2 separate regions of the Zea mays genome follow, and region 2 is linked to region 1. A link is a contact called in public Hi-C data. All regions are on one chromosome and are shown on one strand. Each heading gives the region's core, a stretch centred on a gene start, on an enhancer-like site or on the middle of the called end of the contact. The rest is flanking DNA. Distances are from core to core; before and after follow the strand shown. Region 1 holds the start of LOC100273645 (60S ribosomal protein L13). Region 2 has its middle 18 kb from the start of LOC103652321.

What was found. Hi-C and Micro-C count contacts between places; a contact is called where the count stands out from the background.
Region 2: a contact with region 1 is called in a Hi-C map of tassel, with 2.0 times the contacts expected there. The contact joins the enhancer-like site here to the promoter of LOC100273645 in region 1. A contact is called at or near these places in 3 of 25 Hi-C or Micro-C datasets (ear, endosperm and tassel).

What each region holds. Positions count from the first base shown.
Region 1 is chr3:160,749,935-160,757,050 of Zm-B73-REFERENCE-NAM-5.0, reverse strand. It overlaps LOC100273645 (60S ribosomal protein L13), which reads left to right and starts at 3,078. Exons shown (of 5, transcript NM_001161720.1): 1 at 3,078-3,125; 2 at 3,483-3,616; 3 at 4,160-4,293; 4 at 4,550-4,708; 5 at 4,810-5,241. The coding sequence starts at 3,508. The coding sequence ends at 5,034.
Region 2 is chr3:160,984,921-160,992,036 of Zm-B73-REFERENCE-NAM-5.0, reverse strand. No RefSeq gene overlaps it. Among protein-coding and RNA genes, the nearest start is that of LOC103652321, 18 kb to the left of the region's middle. Within about 2 kb of position 3,771, at least 5 of the 20 cell types and tissues checked have an H3K27ac peak or open chromatin away from gene starts, as enhancers often do. A contact at or near this core is called in ear and tassel, where this site is marked.

The DNA.
Region 1 (7,116 bases), core at 1,829-4,328:
CACGCACATAAGTCGCAACGAGAGCTCACAACACAACTCAAGAGTTCACCACTCAACTAGAGCTCTAATTGCTATCGCAAAGAATCAAAGGCGCGGAATCGATGTCTTGGTGCTTAGGAATGTTGTAGGAATGCTTGGTGTACTCCTCCATGCGCCTAGGGGTCCCTTTTATAGCCCCAAGGCAGCTAGGAGCCGTTGAGAGCAATCAAGGAAGGCTGATCTTGCCTTCTGCCGACTGGCGCACCGGACACTGTCCGGTGCCCGATTTCCTTCCAAAAATGGCGCAGTCGACCGTTGGCAGCCTGAGAGCCATTGGCGCACCGGATATGTCCGGTGCACACCGGACAGTCCGGTGCCCCCTTCTAGCCGTTGGCTCGGCCACGTGTCCCGTGCAGATCGCGCGGCCGACCGTTGGCCCTGCCGACCGTTGGCTCACCGGACAGTCCGGTGCACACAGGACAGTGCGGTGAATTATAGCCGTATGTCGACGATGAATTCCCGAGAGCGACGAGTTCGCCTGTGAACGGCCCACCGGACAGTCCGGTGCACCACCGGACAGTCCGGTGAATTATAGCCGTACACCGCCATCGAAGTCCCAAGAGCAGCCACTTCGCTCGAGCCAGCCTGGCGCACCGGACACTGTCTGGTGCACCACCGGACACTGTCCGATGCACCACCGGACAGTCCGGTGCTCCCAGACTCAGCAAAGTCTTGGCTGTTCGAGCCAAGGCATTTTCAATTGGATTTTTCCTGTTTCCAGCACTTAGACACAATACATTAGTCCATAAAACAATGTACTAAGTCTGAGAAACATACCTTTATCCTTGATTTGTACTTTGTCCATCTTTTACACTTAGGCACTTGTGTTGGACACTAAATCACCAAAATACTTAGAAATGGCCCAAGGGCACATTTCCCTTTCAGTTGCGAGCTCTTGTTGCGACTTGTGTGTGTGTTGATACTTTGATTCTTGTGTCTTGTGTGCGTTGCTAATCCTCCCTTGCTCTGTGTTTCTTTGTGAATTTCAAGTGTAAGGGCGAGAAGCTCCAAGTTGTGGAGATTCCTCGCAAACGGGATAAAGAAAAGCAAGCAAAACACTGTGGTATTCAAGTGGGTCTTTGGACCGCTTGAGAGGGGTTGATTGCAACCCTCGTCCGTTGGGACGCCACAACGTGGAGTAGACAAGCGTTGGTCTTGGCCGAACCACGGGATAACCACCGTGCCATCTCTGTGTTTTGATCTGTTGTGGTTATTGCGTTTTGACTTCTCTCTAGCCACTTGGCAATTATTGTGCTAACACTTAACCAAGTTTTTGTGGCTTAAGTTTTAAGTTTTACAGGATCACCTATTCACCTCCCCCTCTAGGTGCTCTCACTTACCGATAGTGGTGGAGGACACATTAAAATTAAGATGTTGCTGACATAACGGCGAAATAAAATTTACTATTACCTTATTCCAGAGTCATCATGATCATAATCCATTTATAACTAAATGTTGTATAGCGAATGAATCTGAAAAAAGAGAAATGTGTTATTAATAGCAAATTGAGGTAAAATTTGTTAAACAATTGAAATAAGAATATACATTTCCACGGATTCATTTTTAAATAAGAGAAATGTGTTATTAATAGCAAATTGAGGTAAAATTTGTTAAACAATTGAAAAAAGAGACATGGAGGGCGATGTAGGAGAAGAGGCGATGAGATACGATGTACCACATCACCATGTCCACGACGGAAGCCAATACTTGTTGTTGGGTTGTTGCAGCGCGGGGCGGATCTGCGAGGAGGAGCTCGGGCGGCACGATGGCTCGCGGGGAGCACCTCATCTTGCCGGCTGTCAAGGAGCTGTGGTGGAGCTCGCCTGGCTAGGCAGACAGGCGACCTGGGACTAGGAGGCGTCGTCGAAGCCGAGTCGGCCTAGGCGTGGGTGGTCCGGAGCTCGAGCTCGGTGAAACAGGGAGATTGGAGTTGGCACCTGGTGGAACAGGGACATGACAACGACAGACGACCGACAGAGCTTAGATGCTGGCGTCGACGGTCGAAAGCGGGTGCGTTATGCGTGCATCGGTCTTGCCCAAATAGTAGGGTTAGGACTTAGAAATTAGTTTTTTTTACTGTGGGTCTCTAGTTGGGCTGGGACAAGGTGTTGCTCGAGCAACGCCTCCGCTCTTGCTTACCGGCAAATGCATCTTCAAGAGATGAGACCATACTTTTGCTCAGTAATTTTAAGAACGGGTTTGGTGACCAGAGAATTGAAGAGGATTCATGTGGAAGAATCCTCTTGCACACCATACAAAGCCCTGTCACGCCATGAAAGGGAAAATATGCACCAACAAACAACCCGTACATATACAATAGCGGTCCTAATCCACAACAACAAAGAATACTACCTCCTTTTACAAATATATGATAATATTGACCTTTTTTCTAAAAAAACTTTCACCACTCATCTTATTCAAAATATTTATTCAAAAATGTAACATTTTAAGTCATGTTCAAATGACCTCCAATGATAAAAATAAATTATAAAAAAATAAACAACAACTCACGATTTTTTTAAATAAGATAAGTAATTAAAGTTTTTTAAAGTCAACGACAAAATATATTTGTGAACTCATGGACTATATTTCAACTCGATAGTCGGCCATTGTTTGTTTTCGGTCACGTAATTCTAAAACCGTATATATTTTGTTCATCAAACTTTTAACACATGAAAGTTTACCCTTCGAGTAGGTAAATTTAAGATGGTTTTATGTTTATAAAAAAGTAAAAGACCATTTAAAAATCATATTTATTTATGTTTAAATCAGAAAACACGACAATTTTCTCCCTAAATATGAAACGTGCACCTACGGCCCAAACAGCATGGAACGGAACGGGGACGTAGAGGCCCACCTCATGGAAATATTTTCACTTGTCCATTAGAAAGGCCCGATGAGATCCGCCCACTCAACGGCCCATCAATTCCGTCACCAGAATGGTGAGATCTCGGCCGTCCAAGCTAGGGCTCGCGCCTCCTCTCCTCCGACCCCTATAAGCACCCAACCCTAGCGCAAAACCCCGCCTCCGCTGGACACCCCGCTCCGCCTCCACTCCTCGCGCCGCTGCCGCATCTCCTCTACAGGTAAGACCTTTTGCTCGTCGGCTTCCTACCTCCTGGGCTTCGTTCTGTGCTGCGTGTGGGTTCGTTGCCCGTCTGATCTCGGTTGTTAATCGACTGCTTAGCCGTGGCCTGTGGGATGCGCACGCGGATCTTGCTGCGCGACGGCTCTGGGTTCCTCTTGATCCGTTTCCTAGCGCTGACCATAGGATCTGGTGTGCTCTCGATGCGTTTGTGTGCATTGGTGTTGCAACTTGCTCGAGGCGCTGCTAACGAGAGCATAGGGTGGAGCTGGCGGCAGCTCGTTGATTCTTGTTCCCGTGGTGTGCTCGTTGCTCGTCTCTGCTGATGCCGTCACTGTTGCGTTGTTGATGTGTACAGGTAAGAAGGAGAGAAAGAGGGCGAAATGGTGAAGCACAACAACGTCATCCCCAACGGGCACTTCAAGAAGCACTGGCAGAACTATGTCAAGACATGGTTCAACCAGCCCGCCCGCAAGCAGAGGCGCCGCATCGGTGAGCTCATCGCCATTTTTTAGCCTACCTACAACATTTCGCGTGCTTGTTGAATTCAAACTAGCTAATAAACAGGTCACTTGTCCTGCCCATTGCAATTGCCTCATCCCCATCGATAATGAACCAGTGCAAGGTTTAGTTTGTTGCAATCTAGTATGTTTGGTTTCGTATTGGCTTGCTAAATAAGTTAGTTTTAACACTAGTTTGTTCATCCTTTAAACTGTAACACCAGTTGGCTGTTCCTTGTTTGTACCATGACACCACCTAGTATTCAGGCCTGGCGGCCTGCACTAGCTAAGCCTGGATAGCTCCCAAGCCACCACCTACCGGGTGTCCGGGTGAATATGCTAATCGGGTTTGCTATGCTTGTATCTGATTTGCAGTGCATTGTTTTCCCTTTATGCTATCGATGAAGTAACCAAACTAAAAGTTCACTTGCTTTACTCAACAATTGCTTTCATTGATTTACTTGTTATGTATGATTTCCCCCCTATTGCACCTGCTGACAAGCGTATAATTTACCCTGCTATGTTCTCTGTGCAGCACGTCAAAAGAAGGCTGTGAAGATATTCCCACGACCAACTGCTGGCCCTCTTCGTCCCATTGTTCAATGCCAGACTCTCAAGTACAACATGAAGTCAAGGGCTGGGAGAGGCTTTACCCTTGAGGAGTTGAAGGTGATGCATTGTTTGCTCTTGAGCCATGTTTGTTTTGTTGTTCTCATATCAAATGAATTGCTGTTGTATGTATGCCACATGCTATTTTTGTGTGAACCGCTGTATAGAGGCTGATATGCTGTCTTTTGCATGACCACAAATTTTCTAATGTTTATAAATTTTGCTATCTCATGGTGTTTAATTTTTGCTGTTCCTTTTCTACTTGTTGAATTACCTTGTGTTATCTTGATATTAGAAGTAACTATGTTGATTGCAGGCTGCGGGCATTCCAAAAAGGCTTGCTCCAACCATTGGCATTTCTGTGGATCACCGCCGCAAGAACAAATCCCTTGAGGGGCTGCAGGCCAATGTCCAGAGGCTTAAGACATACAAGGCCAAGCTGGTTATCTTCCCAAGGCGTGCTCGCAAGGTCAAGGTATGAGTAGTCATCTTTTCCTGAACAATTAAGTATCTCTTGAAGGCATTGTCTCTGGCTGCTTTGATCTCAAAATCCCTTATCACCTACTTTTGTTGCAGGCTGGTGACTCTACTCTGGAGGAGCTTACCACTGCTACCCAGGTACAGGGTGACTACATGCCAATTACTCGCGGTGAGAAGCGCTCTGTAGAGGTTGTGAAGGTCACAGATGAGATGAAGGCGTTTGCGGCCTATGGCAAGCTCCGCCTTGAGCGGATGAACAAGAAGCACCTCGGTGCCCGCCAGAAGAAGGCAGCTGAGGCAGAGAAGGAAGACAAGAAGTGAAGCAGCCAAACTTTGTAGCCTGTTTTGTTCTGTTCAGTCATAGCGAGATGCTACTTCCATCAAGTGCTTGTTCCAAGTTTTTTTTGGGTGCTGGAAATAGAGACCAGTCAAATATTTTGGTGTCCTACTGTTTGATACCTTGTATTTGTTTGCGAACTCAGCTATCTAATGGGTTAATGAATTCTTGGCGACGCACGATTCTGCCTTAATGTTTTGAATTTATATAGCATCTTAAATGTTCCTGCTGCGGCCATGGCTATCTCCAGTCTCCAGTGGATGCCCCAAAGGCTCAAACGGTATACTCTCTTTCTGCGAGAAGGTCTCTCGTTCGTGTGTTCGCAGTTGTCTCGTGTTTTCCACAAGCGCGATAGCTATATGAGTTTATGGTATCTTGCGAGAGCTATATGATTTGTATGGTATCTTGTGAGCTTAGATACCTTCACTAAGAGTTGTAATGGTATTGTAGAACGGTGGTAGTATCTTCTAAGAGCATACGTTCAATTTAATTTAGAGTGTTTGGTTCTTTAGTCACTTCTAAATTTTAGTCATACTTTAGCAGTTTAGGGATTACTTTAGTCACTAAAATTTAGATGGTGGGATCAACACCCCTTTAATTGAGTTGACATAAATCTTGAGCATAACAAAGACCGAGATTGTTAGCAACTAAGATTTATATTTGCTCTGTTTCTCTATTCTTGCTGCTATTTTTGTTTCTCTGTTCTTGCTGCTATGAAAAGAAAAAGAAAGGAAATTAATTCTAATCCTAGTTGTGGGCTCCTAGCAAACTCTTATGTCTTATCAGCACTATATATACGTGAAAACTCCTTGTCTTGTCAAGGTTATAAATATATAAAACTCAGTTGTACATATTAGTACCTAGAAGAATAAATAATATTATATCTCTTGTATTCTACCTGCATCTATTAAAGATAATGTAAAATTATGCATAAGTGAAGGTTTTCCACATTCACATATATGTATTTTATATCCTATACTCAATACAAATAAAAAACAAAGTCTACTTATATAATATATATATAGAAACCATAACAATGCACGGCCCCACATATATATGTTATTTGTCGCGCTAAGTGATGATCACATATCCTGAAATAACTTAACAAATATAAGTTATTCGTGATATTTGTAAGTTATTTTAGGGTTAGTGATCATCACATAGGGTGATGAATAGTGTTGCTCTATATATTTGTTTTTTTAGGTGGGCACTATATATATGTTGTAAATACTAATATCTAGCGAAATAAAGAACAAACTATCTAAGGTGTCTATGTGTTCTATTTTATCTACTATATTGACAATAATAGAAAGGGAGAAATGTTCTGATCACCGGCGATTTATTTTAAAACATGTTATTAGCACGCCTATATTGACATAGTAGTTGAAGTTGAAATAATCTAGGTCTCTAGTTGGGCCACAATAACAGAGATTGATTAAGTTTATGTAGTATTTGTGTCCTTATTAATAGAGACCAATCATCGTTTTTAAAAGACGAGTGAGAAGATTAAAAAACGGATAATTCTAAGTGTTAAGGAGCTGTTGAACATATAGATTAATGACAGAACATTATAAATTAGTTTTGTATGTGGAAAATTTAGAGAACGTGTTCTAGAGTTATTTTTTTAATAGGATAAGACCACCTCTCTCTACATATATGAGAGGATCATAACCGATCGAGATACCTAATATCTCATTGATAAAAAAAATATATCTACTATCTTTTCTCTCTCTCTTCATCTCTTTCCTCGACGGGTCTTCTCGGGAGATGTTTGTAAGTATACCGGCGAAGAACATGATCGACATCGATTTGATTGGTATATAGACCAGTTTATCATTTTTTTTATATTCCTGGCTGCGTTCAAAGTCGTACGTTTACCGTTTACCGTGGACGTACTAGCCTTAACAAGGCAAGAGGTGGTGTGTAATATGGATCTCTTATAGTGTTGGGGTTGTCCTTAACAAGGCAAGAGGTGTATGCCAGCGGGCTGTGGTGACATGCCTCGCAAGATCCGCACAACAAAGTGTGAATGAATGGGAAGTTAGAAACCAAGATAGGACTAATAG
Region 2 (7,116 bases), core at 2,522-5,021, 230 kb before region 1:
CTCAAATGCAGTTAAACTGATCATGAGGACAGGACGGACGATCTGCCACATAACTGTAAGCTATATATAGCTACCGCGTATATATAGTACGGCACAGGAGATTTTCACTGGATCTCACATACTAGCCTGCAGAGAGAGAGAGAGAGAGAGAGAGAGAGAGAGAGCAGAAAAAGGATGCATAGTTCAAGTCAGACCTAGCAGTACGTAGCGGTAATCAATCCCCCAACCTATTAGCTTGATTTCGTTGGTGAGTCTGTGCCTCTGTGGCCATGATGGATTTTAATTGGAAGAAGAAACTAAAAGTCAAGGCCACACTCGATGCTGTTGCTGTCGACGCATATACAGGCTAGCTACCTTACCTGGATCAGAATTCAGATGCAGAGGGATTAATGGAGATATTCATTGCAACCACCGAGCCATCGAGAGTACTCCTACCACCACTTGTCTCGCTCGCTTTCTCTCCCTCCGTCTCCGTCGTCCGTAAAGACCATAGAGTTTGACTTCTATTCTCCAACTACAGGGGTGTCTTTGGCAACCTAGTATAGTAAAGAGCCTACGTCAAACTTATTTTGCACATCCTAGGTGAAACTTATTTTGCACAAACTGTTAATTAAGACATAATTCATTGTTCAGTTGTGAATAAGTGTAACCTAGATTCTACTAAATAGTCTCATTCGAAACACCGGCATATATATCAAATTTCTGAGGACTGAGATCATTATATACTAGTGTATTGTGTGCGCCTTGCGCGCGTGTTCAACCGTGTTTGAAAACCTGCGTGTGACCATATTTAAGTAGATGTGAAGTCCTCCAAAAACGAAGCCAACAGAGAAAAGACGAAACGCCCGTCAGAAATATCTAGAGAGTTATTGCGCTGGAGATTGAAGAAGTAGATGAAGGATCGAACGCACACACAAAATTGTGAAGATGTGGAAAGGCTAGTTGGGGTCGTTCTGTCCGGCTTTAAAGATAATGAAAAGGAAATAGGTCCTAGTTTTCGGTGGGGGTTGTTAGATTAAGAGCCTATTTGTTTACCCCCAGATTATATAATCTGGATTAAATAATCCTAAGAGGCAAACAAACAGTCCAGCTTATTTGCCCAGATTATATAATCTAATCCCTTGGATTATGATAATCCATAAGCAAGTGAGGAGGTGCTTATTTCAGATTATTTTTTTCCCACTTCCCCACTACCCTTTCAAGTTTCCTATAAATTACCCACCATTGCCATTATAATCCACCGAATCGTTTTTGCGCCTAGTACTAGTCAATTTGGGGATGAAGAAGGTGACATGAATGCCTTTCGTGATAATATTACTAATGCAATATTTGCCAATGTCAATTGAATTATTTTTTTTCATATATGAGTTTCAACCTAGTACAAATATAGAGGGCATTCTTGCCTTCCTCATACAAAAGAATCCTATTAACAACTCAAATAATCTGGGTAAACAAACAGGATTACTCAGATTATATAATCCAGATTATATAAGCCAGATTATATAATCCTCTAAAAATAATCCAGATTATATAATCCATGGGGGTAAACAAACAGGCCCTAAACATAGGCATAGCTATAGATGGCCAATAAGCACGAGGCCCGTGAGTCCGGCACGAAGCCTGCTGTTTGGTCCCGGTCCGAGTCCGGCACGGCCCGGTTCTATGCGGGCCTGGGCCGGCCCAGCACGAATAAGTGGCCAGGCTTGGACAGGAAATTAGGCACGGTGGACTAGCCAAGCATGACCCATTTACCTCTAAGCCTGTTTTTTACACTAAAATGTGCTTACCGACCCGCATAACCCGCTTTTCGGCCCGCTTTTTCGTGCTAAACGGGCCGGGCTCGAACAGAAAATTGAGTCCTTGTGCTTAGACGGCCTGACCCGGTTTTCTATTCGTGCCTGGCGGGCCGGGCTTCACCGGGCCCGGGCCGGGCGGCCCGTTTGGCCATCTCTAGGCATAGCCTATAATTAATTTAATTAGATCAAATAAATTATAGGCACATGTATATTAAATGTGTTGTGTGGGGGATTTGGGAGCCATTTGGGGCCGTTGGGACGCCTAGGTCCAACAAGGGCCGTCTGGACTCTGGAGCTGTCATGACGTACGGTGGTATTGTTTATATAACCGTCATGTGTGGATAGATTTATTTTGCCACTTGGGTCAATTAATAGAGTTAATGACTATATTATTCTAGAATTTGTTTGCTTTTCCGCCTTTTGCATCTGTACCATGGCATGATCCATTCTATATATCCAACGCTTGCCTATTTAATTAAGCGCTCAGGATATCGAAGCGTACGTGAGGAGCAAAGAAATACAGCACCCAGCCAACACAAGTCGAAAACGAGACATGCATTACGCAAACGTAACGAACGCCTAAAACATTTGAAATTGGAAGACATTTTTAAATGTGTTTGTCTTAAGTTTCTAAGAATTGTATATTTAATTTCTAGATTGACATATTACATTTAAGTCTTGTTCTGTGAAGCTTCGACACCGACTTCAAATTTGGCTCCCTGTTCCTTGCGCTAGAGAAAGAGTAAGGCCATGTTTGAGATAGGTAGCTCTAGGAAAGTTGGTGGAGAAGGTTATTAGGTGCTCTAGATCGTGAAGCTAGAGCTATAAGCCTTAAAAATACATTTAGATAAGTTATTTCGCTTATTATTTAGATTAAAAATATTTTTAAAATTATTTAAATTGATATTGTAAACTACAACTCCACACTAGGGAGTTGGAACCTGGAGCTATTCCAAACACCCTTAAATGATCCGTCTTCATTTCTCTCCGTTCAGAGCTAGTTTGACAACTTTATTTCCCTAAATGATTTTTATTTTTTCATTAAAAAATAAACTAGTTTTTCTTGAAAATGAAATCTCTTAAAAAAATAAGGTTGTCAAACTAGCCATGATCCATGATTTTGGGTTTTCCGGATCTTGCTCCTGTGTGTACTTTGAACCCGGTTGGGAGAGAGATAGAGAACTGGGTTGGGTTCATTCACTGTTGTGGTTGCCATGCCACGGCCACGCACTCCGGGCACTGCGCCAACGCCTGGTGATGGCGCATGCAGGTGGCAGGCGACCGGAGATCGAGCCAAAGGATCCCTCCAGTCCAGATGCAGTACAGTGCTGCTCAATGTGCAGCGTGGTACGACTCTTTATACATACACGATCACTGCTCAGTGCCCATGTATGCAGGTACTATGTAACGTAACGTAAGGCACGTACGTGTGGCGCGTTACACATGCATGTCCGTCGTCGATCGTTGCTGGCACGGCGCGGAGACCAAGCCATGCCCGTGTGCCTGAGCTAGCTGAGCGCATGTACTATACGTAGTACATGGATGCTGCACTGCATGCCCTGTGGCCTGTGTGTGGCTGCTGGCACGGTAAACGGCCGGGGTGCAATGGAGCAGCAGGCGCTGCCCCATCATCGTCCATGCATCCACACGCATACATTAATATATAGTATGGAGTAAGTACTACGCCGTGCCCTTTCGTCGGCTCGTGATCACCCTGCTGCTGCTGCTGCATGCCGTGTGTGATGTGTACGTACTGGTGCGTCGCAATTCACATGCAATATATATATATATATATATATATATATATATATATATATATATATATATATATATATATATATTAATATTAATGGAGCTGCATATGTTGAGCAAGTGAGCATCAAGTGTACCTCGTCCCAGGCACGCCCCCGGTACTCGCGCGTTGCCGGGGCACGTGTACCGTGTACGTATATATATGCACAGTAACACGGCAACCTGCCTGGCAGTCTGGCACGCGTGACGTAGTAAGTCCAACGGGCACAGCTGAGCTCGTAGGTCGCTCGTACAGTACTCAGTGAAATGTAATGTCACGGAAGATCTCAATCAATGCAATCTACTTTACATCATATATGCTAGACTGAACAATTACATATCACACAAATACACTTTCTGGAAAACTAATATTATTGCAGAAGAGTTTGATAAATAAAAGTTTCAAATTTCAAATCTTAATAACTTAAAAAACGTAGCTTTCAAATATTTACAAACCTATAGGCTTGAAATGAAATGCATTGTTGGCTTAATAATGCATGTCGTTGCGTACCAGTACAGAAATATAGAGATGCAGTAGAGAGCGGGGCATAGGTTGATGGTCGTGTTGAATCTGGACATGACTAAGCTAGCAGCTGCAGGCAGTACGTTAGCTAGAGAGGTTTGAGCCGCCTCTCTTCATCTAACGACGACAACATTGGGGCCTTTACGGTGGCACTGGCGATGCATCTAAAGGCGGCGCTTGGAAAGGCCTCACAAGCAGAGGTGAAAACGGTCGAAAAAAACCCCACTCACGGTTGTCACCCGTATAAACTTTAGTTCGGTTGTAGTCGAAAAACAGGAAAGTCGAAGACGGATAAAAGTCCGTAAATTCCCGTATATCAAAAATAGATAAATCTGGATAAAATATCTCGGATTCGGTCGGAAAACGGTAACTTAAATTGGAAATACTCACAATAAAAGAGTCCTAACCACACATAATTGTTCACTAGGTGAGTATTCGTACGTTGCAACGAGAATATATAATACCATGATAACTTATATATAAAATATGTCTTATATTGTTATCACTACCGGAATCGCGTAAGGCTATTTTACACTCGGCAAAGAACACTCGGCAAAGATTTCATCGGCAAAGGGTTCTTTGCCGAGTGCTTTTTTTCGGACACTCGGCAAAATTTTGCCGAGTGTCAAAAAACACTCGGCAAATTAAGAATCGAAAAAATTAAAAAAAACAGCAAAACATTTTTTAAATTCTAGGAACAACTCTCCAACCCTACCCTATTACCTTACCTGTTGCCCTATCATTTTTCACTATTATTTTGAATCAAACTTATATGTTTTGTAAATGGTGAGATTCGAACTCGCAACCTCTCTCTCGCGCATACCCTCCTATACCACTACACTACTACACCAATTATGTTTATATTACGATTTCCATTCCCCATGTACTATATATAAGAAAATGTTTCATAATACATTTGTGATCCTAGCCATACATAAATTTTATTATTTTAATTTAGTTGTTTCACTACTATATTGCAACTATCAGTATCATGCAGACTTCGATATATGTCACGATTTACATGGTCTCATCATTGGAGAACACGTGCCACACCTGTCGGTAGAAGTTCCGTCATACATCTTTAGTCATAAGGCACGTACCACCATACACGCTTGCTTAAACAAAAAGACAAGTGTGTGTTTGCGAAGAGAATTAAAGTCAGACCGGCACAAAAGCTACCCGACGATGGCGAGTGGTCATTGTTGTCGGTCCTTGTCGGCGTTTCGACCCCAGGGGGTCCCTGGACCGACAAGTAAATTGCCGCCGCGTGTCCCAGCCCAGATGGATCGGTGCGAGACGGAGCACGAAGGGGGAAGAGACAGGCGTAAAGGGGAAACCCGCAGCCTTCGTGTTGCCCTACGCCCAGGTCGGGTGCGCTTGCAGTAGGGGGTTACAAGCGTCCGCGTGGGAGAGCCTTATGCGCCGGCCCGTTGTCCCGCGCGGCCAACCTTCTCGTATGAGAGCCCTGGACCTTCCTTTTATAGGCGTAAGGAGAGGGTCCAGGTGTACAATGGAGGGTGTAGCAGTGTGCTAACGTGTCTAGCAGAGAGGAGCTAGAGCCCTAAGTACATGCCGTCGTGGCAGCCGGAGAGGTTTTGGCACCCTGTTCATGTGATGTCGTGGCTGTCGGAGGAGCGCTGGAGCCTTGCGGGAGGACAGCTGTCGGGGCTGTCGAGTACTTGCTGACGTCTCCTTGCTTCCTTTAGGGGCTGAGAGCCGCCGTCGTCATGGAGCACGCGGGGCGCCATCATTATTTGTTTACCGGGGCGAGCCAGATGGGACGCCAGTCTTGTCCCCCGTAGCCTGAGCTAGCTAGGGGTAGGGTAATGATGGCCCCCTCTGTGACGTGGTCGGTCCGAGCCCTGGGTCGGGCAAGGCGAAGGCTCCTCCGAGGTCGAGGTCGAGTCTGTCTTCCGAGGTCGAGGTCGAGTCCGAGCCCTGGGTCGGGCGAGGTGGAGACCGTCGTCCGAGGCCAAGGCTGAGTCCGAGCCCTGGGGTCGGGCGAGGTGGAGTTCGTCGTCTTCCGGAGCGGAGGCTGGGTCCGAGCCCTAGGGTCGGGCGAGGCGGAGTTCGTCGTCTTCCGGAGCCGAGGCTGAGTCCGAGCCCTGGGGTCGGGCGAGGCGGAGTCCATCGTCCGAGGCCGAGACGGGGGCCGAGCCCTGGGGTCGGGCGAGGCGGAGCTTCCTATGGCGCCCGAGGCCGAACTTGGCTGCTGTCAGCCTCACTCTGTCGAGTGGCACAGCAGTCGGAGCGACGCAGGTGGCGCTGTCTTCTTGTCAGGCCGGTCAGTGGAGCGGCGAAGTGACTGCGGTCACTTCGGCTCTGTCGACTGGAGCGCGCGTCAGGATAAGGTGTCAGGCGATCCTTGCATTAAATGCTCCTGCGATACGGTCGGTTGGCGTGGCGATCTGGCCAAGGTTGCTTCTCTGCGAAGACTGGGCCTCAGGCGAGCCGAAGGTGCGTCCGTTGCTTGAGGGGGCCTCGGGCGAGACGTGAATCCTCCGGGGTCGGCTGTCTTTGCCCGAGGCTGGGCTCGGGCGAGGCGAGATCGTGTCCCTTGGGTGGACTGAGCCTTGACCTTAATCGCGCCCATCAGGCCTTTGCAGCTTTGTGCTGATGGGGGTTACCAGCTGAGATTAGGAATCTTGGGGGTACCCCTAATTATGGTCCCCGACAGTAGCCCCCGAGCCTCGAAGGGAGTGTTAATACTCGCTTGGAGGCTTTTGTCGCACTTTTTTGCAAGGGGGCCGGCCTTTCTCGGTTGCATTTCGTTCCGGGGGGTGCGCGCGAGCGCACCCGCCGGGTGTAGCCCCCGAGGCCTCGGAGGAGTGGTTTGACTCCTTCGAGGTCTTAGCGCGTTTCGTAATGCCTCGGCCGATCTGGTTGTTCCCTCATGCGAATTGGCCGTAGCCCGGGTGCATAGTCGAGTCACACGTTCTCGGGCTGGTATGTTGACGCCGTCAACGGTTGGCCAGAGCCGGGTTCGCGAGAGCAGCCCCCGAGCCT